Regions from separate parts of the Sus scrofa genome. Here region 2 is linked to region 1. A link is a contact called in public promoter capture Hi-C data. All regions are on one chromosome and are shown on one strand. The core of a region is the stretch at or near the end of the contact, and the rest is flanking DNA. Distances in the headings are between cores, read along the strand shown.

What was found. Promoter capture Hi-C pulls out the DNA fragments that hold promoters and counts their contacts.
Region 2: a promoter capture Hi-C map of liver shows a contact between it and region 1, with 2.5 times the contacts expected there. The contact joins the promoter of ALDH1A1 here to the promoter of ABHD17B in region 1. A contact is called at or near these places in 1 of 5 promoter capture datasets (liver) and 1 of 2 datasets of contacts at active chromatin or transcription factors (skeletal muscle).

Annotation. Positions count from the first base shown.
Region 1 is chr1:225,190,371-225,197,502 of Sscrofa11.1, reverse strand. It overlaps ABHD17B (abhydrolase domain containing 17B), which reads left to right and starts at 4,217. Exons shown (of 4, transcript NM_001243558.1): 1 at 4,217-4,783. C1H9orf85 reads right to left here and starts at 4,081. Exons shown (of 5, transcript XM_021064833.1): 1 at 3,965-4,081. The coding sequence starts at 4,012.
Region 2 is chr1:226,213,391-226,220,522 of Sscrofa11.1, reverse strand. It overlaps ALDH1A1 (retinal dehydrogenase 1), which reads left to right and starts at 3,181. Exons shown (of 13, transcript XM_021064911.1): 1 at 3,181-3,335. The coding sequence starts at 3,270.

The sequences.
Region 1 (7,132 bases), core at 2,968-5,467:
AACTGTGAATAAAGATGCTTGTAAACACATAATCCTGTTCTGTTATATAAATGTAATCAGACCATCTTAAACTTAAGACAGCTCTCTGCCTAAACCAGGAGCCCAGGGGCTGGACTGAATTAGCATCTGATTTCACAGGAAGTGAGATGAACCCCAACCTGCTCCAAAGATCGGCCTGGGACCAGCTCCAACCAGCCCCTATCTGTGATATGTGACACTCTAGCGGGCCATGCCTTGTGAAGAAACACTCTTTCCCTGGAATATTTCAAACAGGTAACATTTAGGGGCAGTGGCAATAAAGTTCACCTCTGTTCCAATCCTAATCTGGTATCACAATGCTTCTATCATAGACAAAACAGTATTTAAAAAACAACCAACACACATACACAAAAAGGGACCCCCTTTTTTGGCCACACCCCAGCATGCAGAAATTCCCAGGCCAGGGAATGATCCCACCCCACAGCAGTGACATTGCCAGATGCTTAACCAACAGGCTACCAGAGAACTTCAAAAAAGGATTTCTGATTTATCTGTTCCTTGAGGTCTCTTAGCACAGACCTTACCTAATCAATGGATAGCCACATGCTAGTAATGTAACTCCAGGCACAACATTCACCTCTAAATCCTAATTTCCCAATATGCAGAATGGGATAATTGTAGCATATATCTTAGGGTTATTTTGAAGACCAAATTATTTAATAGGTATCAAATACTCATAGTGGCTAACTTGCTTAAGTACATAGTATAGTTATTATTAACAAAACTATATTTCGACTTTCATTTTCCTTTTCCATTTCAAGGGAATAACCAGAGTTTCCTAAAATGAATATATTCCTCCCAAATTAATTCACTTTCAAAAGGTATTATAGGAGTTCCCACTGTGGCTCAGTGGTTAAGTTGCTGCAGTGACAACTTAATCCACTGTGTCCCAAGAAAACTCCAAAAGGTATTTTCAATTTTATACTTTACACATTTTTCTGTTGTTTCAATATTCTTCAACAAATATGCATTTCTTCTCTAGTTAATTTTTTTAGGCCTTGAGCAATTGCAAATCCACTTATATTATCATATGTTCTGTGGTTAGGTCATATTTGTGAGCCACATGGGAAGTCTAAGGTTAGGCCATATTTGTACCACTATTTCTTAAAAATATTTTTGTAGGAGTTCCCATTGTGGTGCAGTGGTTAACAAATCCAGCTAGGAACCATGAGGTTGTGGGTTCGATCCCTGGCCTTGCTCAGTGGGTTAAGGATCCTGCGTTGCCATGAGCTGTGGTGTAGGTTGCAGGCACAGCTCGGATCCCGAGTTGCTGTGTAGGCCGATGGCTACAGCTCCAATTAGACCGCTAGCCTGGGAACCTCCATATGCCACAGGTGCAGCCCTAAAAAAGACAAAAAAAAAAAAAAAAAGAATTCGCCATGAATGTAGCCAATTATTCATCCTCCATTAAACCGATGATCAATTATCTTTCCTCAGTAAAATACTTCTGCTATTATTGTCAGAACTGCCAATAATAAAGCACCTGGTAGTATGCGATTTCCTCACAATTTAGAAGCAACAAAGAAGCTAATGATAAAAGTAATCAACAAAATGAAACTCAGTGACTGAACTTGAGACTCATGAAAAGATTTAAAACCATAATGACATGGTTGTTAGATCACACCAGAAAATGCCTAATAAAATTATAAGTCTAGGAAGAAGTGCTAGCATAAGAAGTACAAGTTCAAGAAGTCTTGTACTTACAAGTCTAAGAAGGACAGCAAGCTACATTGTAGCTAAATATTTATTAAAAACTACTTTTTATCACCTGATGAAAAACCATCAGAATTAAATGCTTGTGCCAAAACTTAGAGTAAGAATACAAGAGGAGTTCCCTGTTGGCCCAGAAGGTTAAGGATCTTGCCTTGTTACTACTGTGGCTCAGGTTCAATTCCTGCCTGGGAATTTCTGAATGCCATGGGTGTGGCCAAAAAAAAAAAGAGAGAGAGATGAATACAGAACAAGGTAGCTATTTATTTGGAATACCATAGCTTTTTATCCTGGCTTACTTATTGATGAAAGGCACAAACTTGGGAAAGTCTTCCCAAATACTGCTCCAGGTTTTCTTTCTTTTTTTCTTTTTCCTAATTTTTTTTTTCTTTTTGGCTGCTCCAAGCATATGAAAGTTCCCAGGCCAGGGGTCGAAACTGAGCCACATCTGGGACCTGTGCCACTGACCTAAGGATCTAGAATTCTCAACCTACTGATCATGGCCAGGGATTGAACCTGCATCCTCATGGATACTGGTTGGGTTCATAACTAGCTGAGCCACAATGAGAACTCCCAGGTTTTCTTTGTGAATCTGAACCTAATTAAGGGAAAGATGAGGTCCTCTTAGTAGGACAACTGAAAATATGAGGCAACTGAAAATATGCCTTCTTACTCTTCTTTATTCAAATGTCCTTCCCTTTATCAGAATTTATCATAATTTATAATTATACATCTTTGTGCTTACTGTCCAATGACCCAGAAAAAACTATAAGTCCTTTGAAGACAGAGTCAGCTCTTTTGAACACTGTACACATACTTACATAGGACCTTGCACATAAAGTGTTCATATCTGTATAGTGAAGATGCTTAAATATCTGTATAGTGAAGATAGGAAAAGGTCACTGGTTGCCATAAACAGTCACTTCACTTTCATAGCCAATGTTGACAAATTAATCACTTGTTGGACAATTATTATGATCCAGATAATTTATGTATATCATTTAGATTAGCCTCACAACAAAACTGGAAGGTTTCTCATTTGAGACCAAAAGAAGACTCAGAAAAAAAAATATTAAATAACTCGCTTATGCCACACCCTAGCAAATCTGAGCTTCAGTTTATGTTAATATCAGGTTTATGCGATGTGATGGTGGCCCCCAAACTGCCTTTGTCTTCAATTATCTCCCCTCCCTACAGCTATGGGAGGAGGGGGAAAGAGCTCTAGCAAATTAGTAGAGACCCTAGACCTCTGGCAAGCTATACAGTCTGAATTTTCTTTCAACCTAAAGAAATCTGCTAAAGTAATATAAACAGCAAGACAATCATTTTTATATTCATCAAATAGTTTGATTCTCAAAACAATCTTACAAATGAGAGCGATAGTCCCATTATGTTGGTGTGGACACTGAGGTTAAGAGCACTTCAGAGCTTTCACACCCTTTCTACAAAGCTATGGGCCTAGGGCTTTCCAAAAAGAAATAAGGACAGCATAAACTTGGTGCAACATTTGAAAGAGACGCGCGCCATAATTCTCGTATTTCTACTGGAAATATGTGATCCAGATGGGAGCGTTCAATTACTCAAGTTTCCTATTTGCATTTTAGGTTTGATGAGGGTCCCGATTACTCTGTACAATCATCTAAATGTTGACCGCCAAATATATTTACGAGGAGATAACACATGCAGGTCAAAGAAAGGGCGTGAGAACATTATTTTAGAAAGGGCTGCACTGCAGCCAAAACTAACTCTGGGCTGCAGTCCACATTCGCCCTCGCCAACTCCTCTCATTCCTCTTTCCCCTCCAGTGAACCATTCCTTCCAGATTGAGTGCAGCAAATTCCTACCTTGGTCTGAACACTCTTATCAAACTTGTCATTTTTGAAGCTAAAGGTATTCTGGTGCCTCTGAGGCCTGGAACGAGCCACGTTCCCTTTCTGGGAACTCATCGCAGAAACCACAATTTTCTCGAGCTGAGACAAGAAGATGCAAGGAAGACTACCACGCCAGTAACTACCCCACCGAGTTCAAGCTTCTGTCAACGACCCGGAAGTAACTTATCCAGCCTGTCTGGTCCCGCCCCGGCAGCCCACGTGACTCCTCGCAGAGGTCAAAGGGCGCCCTCCAGCCCCTCAGCTCCTGTCTCTTTCACTAGGCCGAGTCTCGACCCCTCCCCCTCCTCAAGGTTTTTCTCTCTAACCCTGGGTATACATCCTACTTTCTTCGAAGCGAGAATTTCCCCATTGGTCCGAATGTGGTAGTCCATCAAAGCGGAGGGGCGGAGAAGATTTGCTTCTATTGGCTCCTCTTTTCCGCAATACCCGCCTCCTGCCGACTTAGCTCAGCCTCTCCCGGGGCCAGACTCCTCTGGGCGGCTTGTGATTGGTGGAAATTGGGATAAGCTGGACTGCGTCCCTCCCCCGGCCCGCTCCCAGGCTGGAGCCCGGGTCAGCTTTGGCACCTTCCTCCAGTGACCAACTCGTAGTTTAGCGAGCGCTCTGCTACCCCCTAGGTTCCTTTCCAGCGTCCCTGTCTCCCACTTCGAGAGCGAACCCCGCGGCCGGTAGGCTGAAGAGGAGCCAGGAAAGAAGGACTAAAGAGAAGAAAGACCTGGCTGGTTCTAGGTGGTGTCTGCAGTGCCAGTAAGGGAGGTGGCGGCGGGCGCTGCGACCACGGCCGCGCGGGACGTGAGGCCCAACAGCAGCCGACGGCGGCGGCGGTGGCGGCCACTCCAGCGCCTCGCGCCGGGGCCGTTAGTCAGCAGAACGCCAACCTGTGTAAAGGAACAGGGCCGGCCCGAGGCGAGACTCGGGAGCGCGAGCCGGCTCCCCCGAGCGCCGCCGTCCTTCCTCGTCCCGGCGCCGGGGGCTGCAGCCCTTGTCCCCCTCCTCGGCCGGGCCCGCCTGCAGGCCGGGAGAGTCCGGCAGAGGCAGCAGCAGCAGCAGAGCGGAACGCGCCTTGTAGAGGACAGCGCGGCGGCAGAGGTTCCTTCTCGGCCCTTTCTGCCTGACGCCTTGGTTGCGGCCCTCAGGTGCAGGTGCGTGGGGCCGCGGGGGGTCGGGGCGCTGCGGCCCGGCTCGGGGAGGGGGCGCTAGGCCCGGAGCTGCAGCGCGGGAGGGACCAGCCGGGGCTGAGCGGGGGGAGGGGAGCGGGAGTCGTCTTTGTTGTTGGCGCCCGGGATCCCTCTCCGTGCCGGCGAAAGGCGGGGAAACTACTCCCGATCGGATCTAGGTTTTTGAGAAGATTGTCTGGTGGTTCAGTGAAGGGAAGAGATAGGAAAGTCCTGCGGTCGGTGAGGCTGCAGTAGTTTGGGGGCGGAAGGACGGACAGACGAACTGGGGAAGGTATTGGGTCCTCCCTTAAGAGAAAGGTCTAATTTCATTCCTTTGCTATTCTCTCTGTGGACGGAAAGCTGGGGCCAGGTTCCCATTCCCCTCCATGGCCCACTGTGAGATTCGCGATGGCTGAAAGCTTTCTCCTGAATGTCCTCGCGTGTGCCAGCCTCGATTTTAGATCATATCTACCCGGTGCTTGGTGATTTGGGTATTGTGGTCCAGCCGTCATGGGGTCTTCTTCTCTCCATAGTTGAACTTCACTCTTGTCTTTTTCAAACTCTGGCGTAGGCTCATTAGGAATTGTCTTTGAATTGAAAAATTATTGTTTGAATTTTTTTAACCCTGAAACGAAAAGTTCTGTCAAGTTAGATTTATTGTTGTGAAGGCCTTTTGTAAAGAAGAGAGTTTAACCTTGGCTTGTTTTTAAAAAAGTTCAGAGCTTTGATCCATAGTGATTTTTGCCAATGGCAGGACAAAACTTTTTTAAATGACGCATTGATTTAAGTGTGAGGTGGATTTGTTAAGCAGAAGGATGAGTAACGGAATACAGGGAGGGTGGCTTGTGAATTTTGGCTGTTAGCTTATGTGAAGATACTCGTTTTTAATTTTTTTTTTTTGTAGTAAACAATACTTGATCTGCAAGATAATTCACTGATTGATTTTTAAAGCCTTCAAGAATGTGGAGATCTTGTTTCAGCATTTAAAAACTACTTAATGAGTCTGAGTAAAAAGTCAGGTACATGTTGTCATAGCATTCATCTGTTTACATTAGCAAGTAACAAGAAAACTTAAAACGAACTTTTCTCTGTAAAGAGTTTGTCTCCATATGTGTTTGTAGCTTAAACTCATTGAGGTGATTTATCTAATACCTAATATTTTGGTAATTATTTCAACTGCGAGTATTATAATTTGGGTGCCCAACTCTGCTTGTTGGTAAAATTTTGGAAGAAGGGATAGAGGCTTACTTAAGGAAGAATAGTGCAGATAGCCATGTTTTGACTTATTAAAGAAATAACATCCCTGTTATGTGGTAATAGCTATATTACTTGAGATCCAGGAGGAAAGGAATAGCACCCTCACCCATATTTTGACCTCTCCTTTCTCCTACTTTAGTATTAATAAGGTTAACTGCTAAGGATAGGATTAGATTTTTAGCAGGCTAGGCAGTTTTAATTTTGTCCCTTGCTGTGCAGTACTGTAGTTAAGAGGCTTTCTTCCTTGAGTCTATTTGCCCATTTTGAAATGTGTATGACATTTGACAAAGAAGTTTCTATTTCCTGTGACAAACAATTACAAAGCATCATGGCAAAATAATGTTTTTGGTAGTTTAATGATCACAAAAGAACTAGGCAGTTAGTGTCTTTTCTAAGCTGTCAGCTTAGAAAAGTTGGTCTACAACTCCAGGCAAGTTATTCCACATCTAAATCAGTTTCTCCATCTGTAATATAGAGATAGTAAAATGTGCCACCGTCTCACAATATAGAAAGGGCAGTGAGAACCAATAGTTGCTCTGGTTATGTGACATTGGTAGTTTTAGTTAAGAGTACTTTTTAAATGCAGTTCTCTTATTTTGTTTTGGTATGAATTTCAGTTCCTTAGTGGAGAATTAGCATAAAGAAACATAATAGGGAGAGTGTCTAACCATAGGCCATCTTTAGGAAGTGGTAAACTCAAAATTTTTCCCCAGAAAATATAATTTGGTGTCATATCTTTAGAATCAGTGATGACATGAAAATAAGAGTGACAGATTGACTTGGTTTATTTATTGATAGATTTTATTTCTCATATATCCAAGGTTTTGCTCTTAATTCTCAAAAATTAGTCCTACCTTTCCTACCTACCCTATTAAAAATTTCTCACATAGCAATATGCCTCTTAAACCCATCCTTGAGTTGGAGAGGAGAGTGATGCTTTATGCCTTTATTACAGATGAAGTAAAGCAGTTCATTGTTTGAGTTGCCTAAAGCTACACAATTTGTAAGAACCAGAACTGAGACTTGAATCTGGGTCTTCTGAATCCTTTGTTTTGGAACAGCGTTTTCCCAACACCT
Region 2 (7,132 bases), core at 1,932-4,431, 1.0 Mb before region 1:
GAACAGAAGAAATCAGAGGTAAAGAAGTTTTGCTAATTGGAGAAGAATGGCAGATGAACAAAAATTATGTTCACAATATGTTCACAAACTCAAATGCTCCTTTCATCTCCATTTTTAATAATGATTTGCCAACCAAGCATAGATCCTATCATCATACATAAGATCCATGTTATCCAAATGGGCATAAGAACCATGTGGTGTCTGCTGAAACTGCAGTGATCAGAAGCAAAGGGATATGTCCATTGCTGGGTTAACTGACCATCAGACTCACCCAGCCATGCTGAAGGCAACACTGTAGAGTCAGGGACACAGATGTCACTAAGCAAAAGAAGTTTTGCTCCAAAAAAAATCGATCCTGGATTTTGAAATCAGAAAGCGTGAAAATTAGCTATTTTTTAAAATTTCCAGCATAAAATTAGGTTTATTAAATGTGAATGGTTTTTATTCCAGTTATTCATGTAAGTGGAAGAAGGTTAGACTCCATTAGTTTTTTAAGGACTGAGGTTTGAATGGAGTTCTACAGAGACTCCTCATAAAGTGAGACAGCAATTTCAGCAATGGTTGAAGACCTTGGAATCCATTTCTTAGAATAATACATTTCTGGAATAATAGTTTTCACAAAGGGCTGGAAGAGGTCAGATTCAAAAGAAAAACTATCTTCCTCTTTCCCCCCTCACTGTCATGTTTACGTGTGTGTGTATTTAATTTAACTTGTCTCTAAGAAGGAAAGATAAAGCATCCTTTGTCTATTACTCCTAAGTTCAAGTTCCAGCCCCTCCTCTACCATAGAATCCTTGCAAAATATACAAATATACTTTGTATATAAAAATATACAAGCTGGGGTCCAGTCTTAAAGTTGGCCTTCTTGGCCCCTGTGCTCTCATCTTTGTAAGGGAGGGAAGTGATCACCAAGGCCTTGTACCCACACAACCACTCCCAAGAATATACTATTCTATAAGACAAACTCCAGGGGCAGGTTGATACTTACTTTAGAAATGTGTATCTCAGACCCTGTGGTTTTTGGACAGAAAAGATCTGCCCTTCAATTAAGATTAAGGTTGGAAAGTTCCTGATACTCTGATCACAAGGCTTTACTCACAGGACATACTTGGTAAATGTTAAAATTAAATGGGCAGGTGTGGTAACCTGTTTCCAAAGCTGGTCCTTTTACCTAAGTTCAGTAAGGTCTGGCATAAAGGGACATGCTCTTATGTAAATATTCAATAAAATATGATTAAGGATGAGCATATAAACAGCAGATGACACACCAAGTGTGTTATGAAGCTTTGAGCTTTCATTGCCTAGACATCAAATAAACCAGTGTTTGACTCCACAAACAACTGCAAAGCTGAGAGCAGAAGAAAGCAGCAAAACACAGCTGTCTGGGCCTGGCCAGAGTACCACACTGCAAGTTATGTAACAGCTGTTGTGTAATTGTGCATTTAACTCAAAACACATTTTTAAAAGAGAAAATAATTATGTTTTCCAAAAAGAATGAAATTGAGAGAGAGAGAGAGAGAAGGAAAAAGAGAGAGAGAGAAATGATGAAATAACACAAAAGTTTCTATCTGGCCTTCCTGCGTGAGGCACAGAGGAGGGAGGGACCTTGGGGATGGTCGTCTTAAAATCTAGGAACTTGGCACGTGAGCCAGATATGGCCTGCCTACTGTTTTGGTAAATAAAATTGTATCTCAAAACACCTACACTCATTAATGTATCTTTTGTCTGTCATTTCTTTCATACAGTTGAGTAAATTACAATGGAAACCATCTGGTCTAGAAAGCAGAAAATGTTATCTATCTCCTTATAGGAAAAAGTTGTCAACCCCCATCTTAGATGAGTAAAAGCCTAAGCTTAAGTGCCTATGAGGGTGACCATTCAGGAAAAGCAGAAGAGGTGATTCTCAAACCCATCTGGGAATTCTCTTATGGCGAGGAGGGCAAGGAGAATAAATAGGAGTAACAGCCAGGGTTTCGCTGTCAAACTGGCGTGAAGTGAAATCTTGGCCTTGTACTTATTAGATCTATGATCATAAGCAAGCTGCTTAATCTCTTCATATCTTTAAAGTGGGAAACAAAGTGAGGATGGAAAAAAAAAAGGTAAGATTCCTGCACCTGATTTGGAGTCACTATTCAAAAATCCTTAGCTTCCCTACTTAAACCCCATATTTGGAGGAGCTGGTATTTTTCAACAAAATAGTAATTGTTGTTCTTAAATTCTTAGTAACCAGTTAAGAGCAACCAAAGTTTTCTATCTTATTCTGACTGTAACTTTCATGAGAGCTTCAATAAAATAAACTACTGTACTTAAAATGGGAGTAGTACAGTTAACTGTCTTTTTTGAATGTTCCCAACTTGAAACATTAATTTTAAGAACTTGCATTATTTGGAAGTCCTGCTTAAATTCACTCTTGGTACAATTGCCTGTTTCAATGATTGACAAATATCAGCCAACTTCCAAAACCAGAGGTTACTTTCATTTTAAATGTGTTTTAACAGACAATATTGCCATATAGCTATTGTGGTGATTGTGTGCCACAATGCAGTCTGAGTTCCCTAAAAATCCTGCTGACTCTTCTGTTCCCCTATATAAAGATGATTTAGAGCTCCAGAAATCCTAGTAGGTCTACTTACCAAGCACTGAAAATATATTTGACTGGTGTGATTTTTTTAAAGCAAACCTCAGGTAGGGTCTCTAAAAAGGGTCTTTCTTCACCAAACTGCACCCTGGTTTTCTGGGGCACGGACGGATCCACTGACAGCATTGCCCTGAAGACACCTGGACAGGGTCCTCTCCTCACTAGCTTCTGCTAACAACAAATGCCCTTTGAGTTTCTTTTTCAATCCTCAAATACTCTGATTCCAAGTCTGTCAGAGAACAGAAAGTTTTACAGTAGCATAAGAAGAGTGAAAAGCCAAAAATATAATAACTGGCCTTAGTGGCCAGAGCAGCTGTGATTCATATCCTTATCACAGGTTTCGGCTTTGTAAATTAATTCGTCTGCAAATAGTGCCTTGTCTCCAGATGCAGCGTCAATGCTGGAGCACTGGTTTCTTAAGGATTTAAGTTTAAAGTCAAGGGCTTCCTGCCCTAGGTGTTACAAATAAGTAGTGTCGTTTTCTTTTTGCTCCGAGTTTGTTCATCCAATCATATCCCAGTATGCAAATAAACCTTAGCCCATGCACATAAAAAGGAACAAATAAAGCTAAGTGCTCTATCAGAACCAATTCGCTGAGCCTGTCACCTGTATTACAGGAGCTGAACCAGAAATGTCGTCCTCAGCCATGCCAGACATACCTGTCCCACTGACCAATTTGAAGTTTCAATATACTAAGGTTAGTACAACTTTTATTTGCTGCTTTGCATCAGGTTTATAAAAACTACATTTATTTAAAGCATAAAAGGTCAATTTAAGCAAACTTGTGTAAAGAGCCCTTTGCAAATATAAAAATAAAAGGCTTGCAAAATGCAGGTGTGGGTTTAGTGTATTGATCAAATAATGAATTCTAAATTGTAGCAGGCAAATTTTCATAAATTTATTTCTTAAAATATTTCTAAGTGAAAGGAATTATCTTTGGTGTATAAGGTCCTTGTGCTAGGATTCAGGGGACTTTACCAAGCAGTTCTATTAACTTTCAGCAGAACCCAGCATGTTTAAGAGAGACGAATACTACAGAAACGGACTGGAAACAGACAAATGGGAAATGATTTTTTTTAAGTAAAAAAAAAAAAAAAAAGGAGAAACAGCATGCTTAAGTAAAACAGAGCATTACTGAAGTAACATAATTTTTCTATATGCAAATGAGTATCAAAACTGAAAGACCTGAATCTGATAATTGGATGAAGGAAAACTCCAGTTACAAAAAACTTCATGGGACTTGCATTATTTAGCATATTTGGAAAAAGAAAGCATCCTTATTTATTTCTTCAGCCAAATCTGCTGCCATTGGAGCGATGCATAATTGTTAACTGATAAATATTTAGAGAAACAAGAGCAGGAGCCAGATCCAGACTTAAAAATTCACAGCTAGGGAGAAACGGATCTTATTTGAATCGCTCAAGAGTACCTCTGAACTTTGCCTGTTTCACACTGTTGCATTCCTGCTTTCCAGTCAGAGCCTAGAACTCCCAAAGAAACAAGTAAAACAAACAAAACTAATCTAACCAAAATCACTTAAAAAGTGAGTTTTATGGTGTGATACAGAAAGGAAGGTAAGAAAGGAACCATTCCAACTCAGGGATAGCCATTTTGCTTTCTGAATTAACCAATGAAAAACTAAAAGCATTATCATTTAATGATAAAGTAAAAACCCCACTATTATTAATTTGTTTCCTTACTCGTAACCATGGATGATTTTCATAAGCACAACAAATGAGGAAGTTGTTCAGCTAACTGGCTCTTTTCCATAGAAAAATATCTGCAGAGATCAGACAGTGCCTTTAACATGGTCGACCAATAGCTACAAAGTTTATTAAAGTATTGTTTTCACAAGGTTTTATTAAAAGGGAAATTTTTTCCATTTGATTTTATTCAACATGGGAACATGAAAAATGTGATGAGTTCATACACTTCAAAAATGTTGCACTTGGCAAAAGTTTGCCCAAAAGATAACAAAACTCCAATTTTTCCAACTTTCTTATTCTAAGTTTGTCATTCACAAGAAATTTTAACCAAAAGGAAGCAAATTTTAAAATGCATTCATTTCATAAAGATCAAACCCATTGGCAATGACTGAATTATCCCACTGCTATTATTACTGAGTCTTTTTTTTCTATGATACCACCCGAAAAGATATTTTGGTAGTCTGAATGTCACATTTTTTTAAAATTTGATTTGCAGAAGTTTTCAGTTTTCCTTGTGTTAGAATTTCCTGGAAGCTCTAGTACAAAGTATTCTTTCTACTGAATGAAGCTACTCTTAGTAATTAAACATAGGGAAAAAACAGTAGTAGACAAATGAGACAGTCCTTAAAATCTACCATACAGACACTGATCTAGAGATTCTTTAATACAGGGAGATAATTTTAAGATTAAAATCTCCAGTTCACTTAAAAGTCATTACACAAGAACACCCTCTAGGGAAGCTAACTGATCTAAGTGTTCAAAAGAAGTCAAGACTCCAAGAGCAGGAATTTGCTCTTGTGTATAAGAACTTTTCTGAGTAAAAATACCCAGTGCAAGTCAGTGAATTTTGATTGCTCATACATCTTCTCTATAAATCTGTTCTGCTCAGATAGCATTTTATTGTCTGATTTATTAGTTACAGCATTTTCACACTTGGAAGGACACCAGTTATGTATGTAATTAAATCTAAATGGGTGAGCTTTTTCAAATGCCTTTGCATTTTCTTTTTACTGTGCCTCACTGAAGAATTGTATTGGATTTGCACTTATAAGAGAAGTTGCAAAATGATGGCTATTAACTAAGTTTCCTGGTTGCAAACCAAATAAGCAAGGATTTTATAGTGTCTGAGAAATTACCTTCTACGGCTAGCCCCTAAACTCCACTATTTAAGTGTCCATCTTTATTATCACTAGTATATATTGGTTGTGGTGGCAAAGCGGAGGGAAGAGACAAGGCTGAGTAACAAAAAGTTATTACAATTATAGAAGAGCTACATATTCTTAAGCTTGAGACTGTTTCTCATCTAAACAAAAGAAGTCACTGATATATGACTTTTATGACTTATTTCCTAGTACAGTCTGATTATTTTTTAAGGTGCATAAAACAGAGACTGGAGTTTGAGAAATACTTTCTAAAATGATACAAAAGGTCTTTGAATTTCAACCTCAATAACATCATTATAAATCCACATAAACTCAGATTCCATCTCTATCCTCCTTTTCCCCCTTTCTAATTCTGAACAAACCCTACATCTGCCAACACCTCCGTTTTATTGAGCTTTAAATGATGATCACATAAATTGAAAATTATGCGATCTTTGGACAAACTACATTAGCTCTCTTCTGCCCCTCTTTCCTTACATGTAAAATGGGAGTTTTCTGAGGTAAAAGAAAGTATTAAATGAGTTTAACGCATATAAAAGCACTTGAAATACCACCTGGTACATGGGAAGTGACTGATTAACATTAGCTATGCTACTTCTTTTTGTTTTTTGGAATTCTTTCCAATTTTCCAGAACCTTTTTTTTATTCAACCTTTCCTAGACCTATTTCCCACAAGTTTTCCTCTCATCTCATTCTTTTCTCGTAGTTTTCTGTCACTCTTTCTTGCACAGTCATGCCCCACCTGACAAAGATTGCATTGGAGCAAAGTTTCAAGGGTTTATCTGGGATTTCGGGGATCAAGAACTTTCTCTTACAGGATCTGATAACTTTGTTTTCCATTCTCCCTTCACAACACTGTTGTCTATCTTTAAAAAAAAAAAAAAAAAGACAAATAGAAAATTCAAGAAGAAAGCTTTCTCAGACAGGATTCAAACCCCAAAATATTTAGCTTAATTCAAATGTAACTCACTGAGTAATAATTCATTCATACTAGAAAAGATCTTCAGCTAATGACATCTCACACACACATACCCGCACAGGAAATACTGTAGTTAAGATTCACTGTGTTTACTCTGTGCCGATAACTGTTTAAGTTCTTTACAATGATGTTATTTACTCCTTACAATAACCTTACAAGGACATAACTAGTCCCATTTTGTAAATGAGGAGACTGAAGAAGAGAGTGGCTAAGTTACTTGCCTTAAGCTACACAGCTAGCAAATGACAAAGCTAGACTTGGAAAGTTGTCAGTCTCAGCTATCACACCAACAAATGACTTGTCCAAGACAAAAATCACTTCTTTGGGACATGAAGTTGCTGGCATCCTGTTTTATCTTCCTCATTCTTTCATTTGTCCATTCCTTATTATTGGAGGGACATGCCATGAGCCTTCCTAGTTATTTCTAGTTGTCCCCAGGACAACAAGAGGAAATTTGCCACCAACATAGAAAAAGAGGAGAACAGTAAGAAAGACTGGAAACAGACTTTCTGCTTTGATGGAAAAGGTGGAGTTTGGAGTGAGGCCATAACACAGAGAACTTTGACCGCAGTGTGCAATTTCTTCAACTCTCAGGGAACAACAAATGTTGATTGGAAGAGGAGATACTTTCCCAGATTTCTGATAT